Linked DNA regions of Arachis hypogaea: region 2 is linked to region 1. Evidence: chromatin contacts called from public Hi-C data. All regions are on one chromosome and are shown on one strand. The core of a region is the stretch at or near the end of the contact, and the rest is flanking DNA. Distances in the headings are between cores, read along the strand shown. Region 1 holds the start of LOC112716089 (homeobox-leucine zipper protein ATHB-8). Region 2 holds the start of LOC140175519 (a long non-coding RNA gene).

The links. Hi-C and Micro-C count contacts between places; a contact is called where the count stands out from the background.
Region 2: a contact with region 1 is called in a Hi-C map of leaf, with 7 times the contacts expected there. The contact joins the enhancer-like site here to the promoter of LOC112716089 in region 1. A contact is called at or near these places in 3 of 8 Hi-C or Micro-C datasets (leaf and an unstated tissue).

What each region holds. Positions count from the first base shown.
Region 1 is chr10:99,007,365-99,013,869 of arahy.Tifrunner.gnm2.J5K5, reverse strand. It overlaps LOC112716089 (homeobox-leucine zipper protein ATHB-8), which reads left to right and starts at 3,997. Exons shown (of 18, transcript XM_025767938.3): 1 at 3,997-4,583; 2 at 5,182-5,344; 3 at 5,651-5,754; 4 at 6,344-6,434. The coding sequence starts at 4,360.
Region 2 is chr10:99,158,795-99,165,299 of arahy.Tifrunner.gnm2.J5K5, reverse strand. LOC140175519 (a long non-coding RNA gene) reads left to right here and starts at 5,080. Exons shown (of 3, transcript XR_011866347.1): 1 at 5,080-5,251; 2 at 5,349-5,403. Within about 2 kb of position 2,294, at least 1 of the 3 cell types and tissues checked has open chromatin away from gene starts, as enhancers often do.

The DNA.
Region 1 (6,505 bases), core at 2,748-5,247:
TCTTCCCTAAAGGGGTAACTAATAAGATAGAATCCATGATGCAAAACTTTCTATGGAAGGGTTAAGTTGATGGTAGAGGCCTGAATCTAGTTAACTGGAAAGTGTTGGTCACCCCTAAGAAATTTGGAGGTCTGGAAATTAGAGATCCTTTTTGTGCTAATATTGCTCTTCTTGGAAAGCTAGTTTGGCAACTTTTTTACCATCCTGACATGCTATGGGTTCAATTGTTGACGGAGAAATACCAGCCTTCTAAGGATGATTGTTTCAGTCGGTCTCGAGGAAGGGGATCTTATGTTTGGAAGAGTATATGTCGAGTTTGGGATATCTTGAAGGAAGGTTTTATTTGGTGCATTGGGATTTGGAACAGAACTTTTGGTTTTCTAAATGGAGAAGAGAGGGGCGATTGTGTCGGGAGATGGATTATGTTCGCATTTCTAATTCGGATCTCAGGATCTTGGATCTTTGGTCATCTGGACAGTTGAACCTAGAGAATATATATTCTCTTCTGCATCAGCCTCTGTAGAGCAACATTAACTCTTACAACCCAAATGTTCAAGCTGGTTCAGAGGTCAGTTGGTGTTGGACTGGTGCGGCTTCAAAGGCTAATGATGCTCGTAGTAGTTATTTGTGGCTCAGTAAGAAGAAGTTTAGTTGGGAAGATAGGGGTAATTAGCTTTGCCTTTGGCGTCAACATTTTCCAAAAAAGCACAAATTTTTGGCCTGGCTATGTCTTCGGGAGGCTCTTCCTACTGCTGCATTTCATTTTAGGAGGGGCATTTCGCACACGGATAGCTGTCCACAATGTTTCTCAGGTCAGGAATTGGTTTTACATTGTATTCGGGATTGTCCAAAAGCCCAACTAGTTTGGCAAGCTTTAGGGATTTCCGATCAACCAGTGGATTTGATGAGTTGGTTCTTACATAATAGCAAATAGCATCCCTTTAGATTCTTTTCTGGTCTCTGGTGGATTTGGCGTTCGAGGAATAACGAGATCTTTCATCCTCACGAGCATTGGACCACATACAAGGTGATTAGTATGGCTTTGTCCTCGGAAAAAGAGCTCTGAAATATTTTTGAGTTGCAACGACTGTCTATGCCCTCCACCAATAGTGGCTCTTGGATTCCCCTCTCAGTGGGTACCTTTAAGATTAATTGTGATGCTAGCTATCCTGGCAATGGTACTCGAGTTGGTTTTGCTTGTGTTAGCAGAGATTGGAAGGGAAGGTGGCAACGAGGCTGTTTGGGAACAATTGAGAGTCGTAGCATTTTGCAATAAGAGTTGTTTACTATTTGGAGAGGCTTTCTTTTAGCATAGGACTCGGGACAAAGAGACATTATATGTGAGACAGACCGTGTGGAGGCTTTTACTATTGTCAATAATTTACAGGATTGCTCTGGGTTTATTGATCTTTTGGTGTTCAAAATCCGAGATATCATGTCTTGGAAATGGCGTGCTAATCTCCGGTTGATCTTGAGAGATGCAAATATAGTAGCAGACATCATGGCAAAGATTGCAATGAGGACCCATTCTCCTCAAGTGGAGCTTCCGTTGCCTTGAAAGGAGTTTGAAAGTAGTATTCAGCGAGACTTCCTTTCTTAAGCAATTTCTTGTTTATTTTTTTCTTTTTAGTTGTTATTTATTTTCTTTTAAATTACCAAAAAAAAACCTAATATATATACATCTCGTATTTAATTTAATTGTATTGTTATAAATACAAATATTTTAGAAATTAAATCTAATCAAGTTGGTTCAGTTACTAATAGGTCCAACAAAAAATCATTCATACAAAACGAACATGAATTACACTATTCTTCTTTTGTGGTTGCTTTAAGTTTATTTTTCTCTTTTTGTTTATTCTTCTTCTTTTTTTTTTGTTACTTTTTGTTTTTTTTTTCTTCTTTTTCTCTATTTTGCTTTATTAATAGTGTCTCTCTTCTAAAGAAGAAAATTAAGAGAATGAGAAAGAACAAAATAAAATGAAATAAAAAATTGTAAAATTCTATAAAAAAAAATAAAAATATAAAAATTTATGAAGTTGGATAGAGATAATTGTAAAGGTACTCAAAATAACTACAAAAACAAAAGAAAAAGAAGGAAAAGGAGAAAAAAAAATAACTACAAAAATAAAAAGAAAAAGAAGGAAAAGGAGAAAAAGGAGGTGGAAGAGGATAAAAAATGCAAAATTTTAATATTATTGCTTATAAAGTTATGTGTTTTTTTTTTATATTTATTGTTCAAGACAAAAAACAAATATTTATGTAAAGTTGAATACAAAATAATTATATATACAAAATAAAAAATAAAAAGATTTTAATTGTAAAAAATAGTAGTATTTTTACTACACAAATAGTAGTATTGCTATCTCTATGCTTAACTCACATACAAACAGTAGTAGCGTAAATATATACACACACAGTAGAATACGATGCTTAACCCACATCATATACATATATTTATAACATGGGTTAAGGTTTTGGTAGAATATTCCGTATACGTTCAAAAATATATAAATATAATAGTAATAGAAGTAGAAGTGTGCATAAAGTTATACAGTACTGGTGAATCACAAGAAATTAAATTAACCAGCTTAGCTAGCCCGCATGCAAACAACCCTAATTATGCTGTCTCTGATGCGCATTCAAATCTATCAAACACCACCAACAAGATATATCATATTCATGAGGCGACACAAACATAATTATGGGGTCGAAATAAATCATGAGCTCGCTTCTATATATAGTTAAATACTATATAATAACCAGTATTCCTTAATTCCTCCATACAGAAACTACATACATACATACATACATATATATATGTACGTACGCAAGTACAAAAATATAGATTCTCAAGCTAATTGATTAAAGAACATCTGTATCTATCAATCTAGGAAATTTTCTGTGCTTCGAATAATCAAATCCAGTGTTTTCAAATATATTCTACAAAATGTATTTTGCTTTTTATATGTATATAAAAGACCATTAGTTGATTCATGTAGCATTGCTCTTCGTAGTTTTCATATAGGGACGACAAACAAATATACATTAAATGTTGGTGGGTAATCATGGCATCAGTTTGAGTTAAATTTTTTTATATTTCGTGCTTAACAAATGCATCAAGTAGTTTAGTAACCTGATAATAATTGTAAGAAAAACAATAAAAATTAGAAAAACAATAGATATATGCACGATTGTTGTCAGCGATATTTTTATACATTATTTATCATTTATTTGAAGGAAGCACATTTTTTTCTTGTTAGCGGGTGATTATAAGGAGAAATCTTAATAGTGATGTATGGGATTCAAGACGTGCATTGATTTGATTCTTGAGGTTTAAATCGCATTATTTTTTTCTTCGAAATTGAACTTCGAATATCAGTGGTTTTTCAATCCTCTTTTAACAGTGACTCAACAAACAGAGTAATAAACTAACTCTCTTGTCACGTTGGACAATAATAGTAAAATGGCGTTATTTGTTTTTGGCCTCCAATCAAAGCAAAGACGTGCAATTAAAAGTGTGTGCAAATGATTTTACATGGCCGTGACTATTGTTTTCATTGTGCGCAAAAAAAAAAAGTCGTCATTTCACCATTCTCTACCTATATTTTTCCAATGTGATAAAAAAGTGTTAATTCATCATTTGTTTACTGAGTTACTGTAAAAAAAAAAAAAAAAAGCCGAAAGAATATTATGGTGCTTGAAATTTAATCTAAAAAATAACAATATAGTGCAATTAAAGCTTTAAGAATGAAGTTGGTATAGGACGTGAATGTTAGGATCTAGTTTGAATATTTAGTCGATTATAAGAGGAAACAAAAAAAGAAAGATATAAAAGGGTGTGGGATTTGGTGGAGAGTATGTAGTGGTTTTGGGAATTATAGAGCACGCGTGGTGAAGGAGAGTGTGGGTGGCAATTTATTTATTTCCCTATTAGCCCAATGTGATGAGTAGTGGTGATAAGAGAGGGTGTTGGAAAGTGCCAAAACAAATAAAGTAGTAGTGCAAGAAAAGCAACAGCCGAACCAGCTCAAAAGTTTTGATTATTATTTGTGTGTGATATTTGGGGGTAGTAGATCAGAGCACCCCACCCCCACCCCATCTCTCTTATAATAAGCAATAAGCTACCCCATTCATGTGGTGTATGTCACAATCCCAATATACCCTCTCTCTCTCTCTCTCCCTTTCAAATTAAAGAATGTTATGAGAAACCACAATAAACTCTAGTCTGATAAGTGAATAGTATAGTAGTAGTAGTAGTGGTGGTTTTGGTCTTCCATCTGATGCGATTCTGGAGGTGTTTAAAGAGAAAGGAGTAAGCAAGGGATAAAGGAAGGTAGGTAGGGAGGGAGGGAGGGAGAGATGATGGCGGTGAGTTCGGGGAGCAAAGAAGGAGGAGGGAGTAAGGTGATGATGGACAACGGCAAGTACGTGAGGTACACGCCGGAGCAGGTGGAGGCACTGGAGAGGCTCTACCATGAATGCCCCAAACCAAGCTCCCTTCGCCGCCAGCAACTCATCAGAGACTGCCCTATTCTCTCCAACATCGAGCCCAAACAGATCAAAGTCTGGTTCCAAAATCGAAGGTATTTCTTTCTTCTTATGCCTATACTATACTTACACCTTTTCTCTTCATTTTATACAATACGTTAAGCTTTTAAATGTCTTACCTTAAACATCTTATTACATACAAACGTGATACAAGTATGCTCAACATTTTCATCGTTTTCCTTCAATATTAGCTCCCTCTACTCAACTTTTCCTTTCATATATTATTAGGCTTATATATACTGCATCAACTTACATATCCAAAACATATATGAAACCAAACTTCTTGTTTTTTTAAATACAAATCTGAATCATTCGGTTTCATGCGTCTATGGAATTTCACTTAACGGAAATGATACACCATCAAAAGATTGGTGTAAAATGTTTTTTTTTTTCTATTTTTCTTTGGCAGCCCAGCTAATTTTTCCAAGTTCCTAATTATTTTCTTTACTCTCTGTGTCTCATGATCTGTATGTTGATAATACTTGCAAGTTTCAGCTACATAGATAGATAGATGCAGCATTTAGAAAGAGACCTTTAAATATGGCAATAAATAAAAGGTTTTAATTATTATAGCATAGCGGCAATGAAATACACAAGTGTAATGATGGTTATTTTGATGACAAAAAATTAAAGATGCCGAGAGAAGCAGCGGAAAGAGGCGTCACGGCTGCAAGCTGTAAACAGGAAGCTGACAGCAATGAATAAACTGCTGATGGAGGAAAACGACAGATTGCAGAAGCAAGTCTCTCACCTCGTCTATGAGAACACCTTTTTCCGCCAACACACTCAACAAAATGTATGTATTATATTCTTACAACATCAACAATATCTTGTGTAATCCTATTCTAAATCTTTCTTAAAACAAATAAACAATCCCTTTTTCTATACTTAAAACAAAATCCAATCATGCTACTTTTGTTCACAACTTTGGTTGAATGAAAACTAACCTAGCTTGTAGCTACCCTCTTTTCTTTCTTTTTTTCTCTTTAAAGTTCTTGCCTTTTTAATATAAACATCATTTTCAGTATATCTGTATTGTTGTTATTAGCATCTTACACAAATTAAAGACACTAATTCGATTAATTTCTCTTGTGTTTTTCAGCAGGCGGCGCTTGCCACCACAGACACCAGCTGTGAGTCGGTGGTAACAAGCGGTCAGCGCAACTTGACACCTCAGCATCCGCCAAGGGATGCAAGCCCTGCAGGGTAAGTTCAACAGTGAACTGAAGTATGTGCAATGAATTCTCTTAATTTCTTGTAAAAAAAGTATGTGAAAAAAACATTGAATAATAAAAAATCACATTTAATTAAAGGGTATAATTAAAAAATTTAAGAAAACCTATTTCTGACTAATTATAAAAAAATAAGTAGAATATTATAAATATATATTAGATAAAAAAAATAGTTTAATGCACAAATATTTTGTGTTAATACATATTTCGTGATAACGTAAGTCTAGAAAAAGATCATACCTAAAAAATATAATGTATATAATATAATTTAATAATTACATTGATAATTATTTTTATGGCTTAAACTTGTAATCTTAAAATTTCATAGGAATTACTTAATTGTTATTCCAAATCTTCCCTTCATATATATGTTTTAGATAAAAAAAAAGGCCTTTTTAGATGTATAGTGAAATTTTATAAATTTTGGTAGTTCAGGACTTAAAGGGTGGTTGTTGGTGTTTTGTCTGGATGGTATGTTGCTGTATGTTTTATATTCTGTCTGAAGAAGGCTACACCTATGGGAATATTCTTTCATAGTGCTTTGGGTTTTGTTTGTCTTTCAGACTTTTGTCGATTGCAGAGGAGACTTTAGCAGAGTTTCTATCAAAGGCCACTGGAACCGCTGTGGAGTGGGTCCAAATGCCTGGGATGAAGGTTACTACTTTTCTCTTTGCTTCTTCTCTTTCTCTCTCTCTCTCTCTCTCTCTCTCTCTCTCTCTCTCTGT
Region 2 (6,505 bases), core at 1,045-3,544, 150 kb before region 1:
TATGTCAAATTTAGTCTCTTCAATTACTCTCTTTCTAAACACTTGTTACACTATCCTTTTAACAAGACAAACATACACATATAGAAGAATCTTTCTTTTCTTTCTACATCGTAGAATTCATCCATACACATATCAGTAAAAGATAGTAGGCAAAAAGTATTCCAAAGAACTTTGACAGAAAGCTCTATTCAATGGAATTATAAAAAATAATTATAGATTTATCTCAATTTATTATTTTATATTTATATATTTTTAATAAATTTTTTTAAAATTTTAAAAACAAGTTCAAACCTCACAAAAAAGTAAAGTTTAGTATCTTTAAAAAGCAAAAGAAGAATCATAAGAAAAAAGTAACTTACATAATTGAAAATAGTCAAGTTATTCACGATTCTAAATTCAACCCAATGGGTAGGGGTGTTTGCGATGCGATCGGTTTTGAATCAAAAACTCATTTGATTTGAACACTATGTTTACTTGCGGTGCGGTTTAGATTGGATATTTTTTTTAAAAAATCCGATCCGATTCGATCCAATTTTGAGCGGTTTGGATTGGGTTGGATTTACGGTTTTATCAATTAAAAAATTAAATATATATAACAAGTTTCAACATCAAATTTCAAATAACCAACAATAATATAGAAAGTCTTAACAATATCTTAAAAAACTAACGATAACATAACAATAGAAATAAAATTATAGGTTAGTTAAAATAAATAAATAAATCAAATTTTGAACATAAAACATCTATTAAATAATAATAATACATGAAAAATATAAAAATATATAACAAATTGAATATGTTATAAGTATAATTGTAAATGTAATAATAAAATAATAATATTATAACACATTGTGCGATTTGGATTGGATTGGATCGGTTGTGAAAAGTAGATCCGAAATCCGATTCGATTCAGCGGTTTGCAAAAAATAAGATCCAATCAAATCCGAATTAATGCGGTTTTAATCGATTTTTAATTTGAATTGGATTAAATGAACGGTTTAATTTGGATCGGTTTAAATTTAAACACCCGTACCAATGAGTAATAATCATAAACATTTTAAGCTCAACTAAACAAAACTTCAAATTCCTCAATTTAGGAACTAAAGCACTCTTATTGAAAACGCCAATTACTCAATAAACAATATCGTCTTCTGTATTCGAATCTAGGTACACAAACAAGCCACCGGTTAACTCAGCTTCCTAATAACACTCTTAGATTCTTCAAATGAATCCAACTTAATTGTCAATGTGACAGCAAATCGTCGCACAATGCAGGTGCAGCAAAGATATCAAAGATCTCTCACTCTTGAACGATAAAACTTTGATATCTAGAAGATGACGAATAGTGATCAGTGACGATACTCTTTAAAAATTACGAATATTAATATTTAAAAACGGTATTACTAATGTGAATTTTAATGTTTAAAGAATGACATGTATAAACATGATGGTAGTAGTTAAAATTTATTTTTAAAATATAAAAAAATTTGTTAAAAATATATAAATATAAATTAATAAATTAAGATAAATTTATAAATATTTTTAATAATTTCATTGAATAGAGCTCTTTATATGAGTTGCATTAAATACTTTGCCGAGTGAGAATATATATCGCTCTTTCCATGGATACTTGGATACCATGATGATATAAGGAATTAGTGAGTGCCTTCAATAGTCCAAACCCAGAATCATAAAATGAAAAAAAAAATTAACGAAGTAAAAATGTAGGAGTACATTTTTTTAATAAATGAATTAAAAATTAAAAAATTTATTTGTTAGAGAAAATTTTAAATCAATCCCTAATAATTTTTTATTAGGCAAATTCTAATAAATTGAAAAATTGATCTCTAATTTTGTTAGAATATTATCTATTAAACAAATTAATCAATGATTATAAATTAGTACGTAACATTTAAAAATTAGATAAATTAGTTCGATAGTAAAATAGTTGTCTATGTATGAGTATGAATGGGAAATAATGTGAGGAGCTATGGGAGCAAGTATTGGAGACGATAGCATGGTAAAAGTTTATAGGATTAAAAGAGAGATAAAAGGATGAAATATATGATTCATTTTTGGTGTGTCTTTATTTTTCATTTTTTGGATAGCTACTAAACTCGTATTAAACTTTACAGATTTGGCTACTATTTGTAACAGAAACATCAAAATGACCTTCTGAGCCCAAATTCCGGACTTAGATGAGAATTTTAGGTCAAAGAGTGTTTTTTGGGTCATGGGTCAATTAGTTGTTTCATATTATTGCTCAACAAATTAGTGGAGTTTAAACCTAGTGTGTAAAAGAATGGTTAGGGCTTCCGACGGTAAAGCCCAATTTGTTTCTTTTTAGAAGCTTTCAGCCTTACCCACTAAGTGTTTTTCAGAAGTTAGCGCAGCCTATTTTCAAACTTTTGCAAGATTGCAACTCAGATTTGTTATTCTTATTACTTGTTAGACTATCAACATTAAAAAGGATTTAGCTAAATTGTGCCTAAAGACACATATTAAAATTATAGATCAAAAAAATTTTTATTGAATAATTTTTTTTCTAAAGATAATAGTGATATTTTATTTAATAGAAAAATAAATACAATGTTTAAAAATTAGGACAAGAAAATAAAAAAAGAGAATTTTTTAAATATTCATGAACAGATAAAATTGTAAGAAGAAAATAATATAAAAAATCGATAAGAAAGAAATCTTATGGTACTATATATAAGACAAAATAGATAGCTCATGGTTCAACTTAAGCGATGTTGCTAGCACTTTCTCCAGAGGTTCCTAGACATGGTCGAAGACTCACTGACACTTTTCCTTCTAAATATTCCAAACTATAATCAAAACCAGTCGATCTCTTTGAGGGTTTGTTCCTTAAAGCCCAGTTTATAATACCAAATCCCTTTATCAATCGAAGACAAGGAACATCTATAGTCTGGAATGAGATAAGCCAAAGAACTCTTCTTCCACACTAGATTAGTGTCTCAATAGAAAATTAGACAGTGTATGAGTGATTCTCGAGCTGATTTGCAGATTGGATAACTTACCGGAGAGGATGAAAACTGCTGGTGGATGAGAAGCAGAATAGGAAGTTTACTATGGAGGATTTTCTATGCAAAGAACAAAATCTTATGAAAAATTTTCAGCTTTCATAAATGGCTCCAAACTGGCCTTTGTTGCATGAAGTTCGGACAAAATTCAATGGAGGTATGGTAAAATTGATAAGCAATCCTGTATCCTGATATAACATCATATGTTTGTGCTCTGTTCATTATCTATTGAATTATGTTTTCACCTTCTTCTAGGATTATGATAAGTATTCGCTGAACTATGTTTGGAGGATTTTTTTAAATAAAATAAAAAAATTAATATGTTTCCAAACAAGATTTTTCAACTTAAATTTCAAGAATACGGATTTTTTTTTGTATTTAGGGCAAATTCGCCACACCCTAGCAAACTTTAGGTTGAGTTTTCAAAATAAAAGCATGGCTGCTAGAGAACGAAGCTCAGAACCACACTTTCATTCTTCACTTTTGTTCTCATTTTTGACATTTTTCTTTACAATGTCAATGAATCCCTTGTTATCCATTCATTATGATGATGAAATAGTGTATGATGAAGAAGGTTTTATCGTTTTTAGGTCTGGACAACCGACAATTATCTATATGACACCGAAAGTCAATAGTCTAACAGTATTGAAAAATCTGATATTGTATTCCGTCGAGTAGCAACAGACGAAAAATGTGAAAAAATTTACTACATATATCCGACCGAAGTAGATGATAGTTTGTTTTATAAAAGGTATATCACAATTGTCTTGGCTCTGTTGTTAATATATTTATTAGACCACGGTTGTGAGAAATATTTCTGTTATTTTGAATTAAGTATCGGTTACGTGACGACGAGGACGTACGTCATATAAGATCGTGGCACAACCGATGGACAAATGTTTATTTGTTGAAATTATTCGTGTTCCTCATTGATTTGGGTGGACGAGGATCATTTGCAGATACCGTCGATGATAGTCCCTTGAGTGGAGCTGTTAGACGAAATATTAGAAGGACAATAGTCGATCTAAATATGCCATCTGAAGGTCGTCAAGGGGGTCTAATGTTGAAGTTCGTAATGCTGACATGATGAAAGATGATGTAAAAAGTCATGAGAGTTCTGCTATCAAGGATCAGATGATGGATCAGTATGAAGTTAACCCTGATGACGGAGATGATGCTAATGATGAACCAACAGAAATTCCTAATGATGGTGACGAGGAAGAAGAGATGAACTACTATGGTGACACACAAATCGCTATGACACAACCTTTCATTTCTCGACCATATGACCGACCGGATCACTTCTCCAGGTTGAATCTCGATGCAATGACTTTGGATTGGTCGTTTACCCAGGGAGGCCCCGAAGAGGATCCAAACAATGAGCTCGAGGTTGGATAACAATTTCAGAACAAGTGAGCTTGACAGTCCACTTGGTTTGTGACTGTCTGTCATCTGGGCCAGGAACAGCACCCACGTAGCTGCTGGCAGAAGTCCTCAATGGACCGTCCCTGATGATGCTGCTCCCAACCACCTATGGCATCCACTAACAGGATCATCGTCGATCCTAAGTCCCAACTGGTAGGCCACGTCCTGCAGGATGATAGTTGTAAGAACCCGCGTTTTCATGTAAAACCGTTTTAATAAAATAATTTTAGTGCCTGGAATAGATTCAAAATTTATAAGTTTTAATTTGAAAATAAAAATGTGACATTTGATTTCAGTGAATTTTTTTGAGTTGGAAAATGTATCTTTTTCAGAAAGTTTTTGTAAAAATGCGTACTGGCGCTTGAGCCAACAGTACCGGCTCTAGTCTGTCCAATACTGCGTATTTTGGAAAATAATATTTAGAAAATTGATTTATTATTTTGAAAGGAGAAAAATAATTTAGAATCGAAAACCGGACACTAATCTTAAAGGTTTTGGCCCAAAGTGGACCAAACGGACCAAAAACGCTAACGGGTTGGACCGGGCCCAAACCAGGCCTAAGACTCAACATATATAAGCTCATTTAATGAGCTTTGAGCTCATTTTTCAGCCCTAAAGAGAGAGAGACACGCGGTTTTGAGAGAAGGGAGAAGGAAGGGGGTGACACTATTCACCTCCACCTTCCGGAGGCCATAACTTTTGATTCGGAGCTCCGATTGACGAGCCGTTTGCGGCCACGTGAAGCTCTCGTCGAGCTCTACGTTTCTATCTAAAGAAACCTGGTAATAAATTGCATCACTCTTCCCAGTTTCGTGTCCTAGATTTCTGCATTTTTGAGATTATGGTGTTTAAGTAGATTTTGTGGTTTTGCTTGTTTAGGTGATCTCTAGTAGCAGATAATTGTTGGATTTTACCCCTACTTACATTGGATAAGGTAAGGTTCCACTAAATCCTTGTGTTTAGTTGTTTGTGTATCTTAGGTTTTGATTTTTGGTGATATATGTGTTGTTAGTTTGAGTTTTGGTGTTAGTTGAGGCTTTGGATCAAGCTTGGTGGTTTTGTTTTGGTGTTTGGTGCGTTTGGGAATCGGCCAAGGTATGGTTTCAGTTTTCTTAATGTAATATGTAATGTTCATGGACACTTAGGCTAGTTGACCCTAAGATAGGATTGAATGTTGTTGGTGTATGAATAATTACATGTGAATTGATGATAATTGTAGGTTGTATTGGATTATTATTGTTGAGGGTGATTATTGGGAATTGTGGTGTTGATGAGTATTGATGATTAGTGTTGTTGATGAGATTGTTGGTATTTAAGGATTGATGAATGATTAATGATGTTGTTGGTACTTAATAATTATAAAAGTTGATGAAGAATATTGATGTTGATTGGTGCTAATTATAAATTGTGATGTTGGTTGATGTTGGTGAGTGTATATGTTGAGTGTGGTAATATGAATGTGGATAGTGATTGATAATGTTAAGGTTAAGTGATGAGGATTTAAACTATGTTGTTGATGCTTGATGTTGGTTAAAGATTATTTATGATGGTTTTGGATGTTGATGGGTAAGGAATTTGATGGTATTGAGTAGTGTAATTAGAATTATAGATGGTTGAGTTAGAAAAGAAAGGGTATGGGCTGTTATGTTGATTTGGTAATGTTTGGGTTGTGGTTGGTTTGGTTTTGAATTGTGAGTTTTGGAAAAATTGGAGTTTTGAGGCCTTTGGTAAAAATAAAATTTTGGATAAACTTTGTCTGATCATAACTTTTTCCTCGGTTTTCAAAATCTAATGAAACTTATTTAGAATTAAAGATCTTTGAAAACTCTTTAAATCGATATAAAGTTTGTGAAAATTGGAATTTTATAGAGGAAGTTATGATCATTCAAAGTTGGTGTTAAAAATTTGAAATTCTGCAAAGTTGCAGAATTTCAGGATTTTCTGATATGTGCGAACGCACAGCCTTGTGCGCACGCACAACCCTACGAAAATGTTATTTTGTACGGACGCACAGGCAGGGAAAAGGGCTCTAGTAG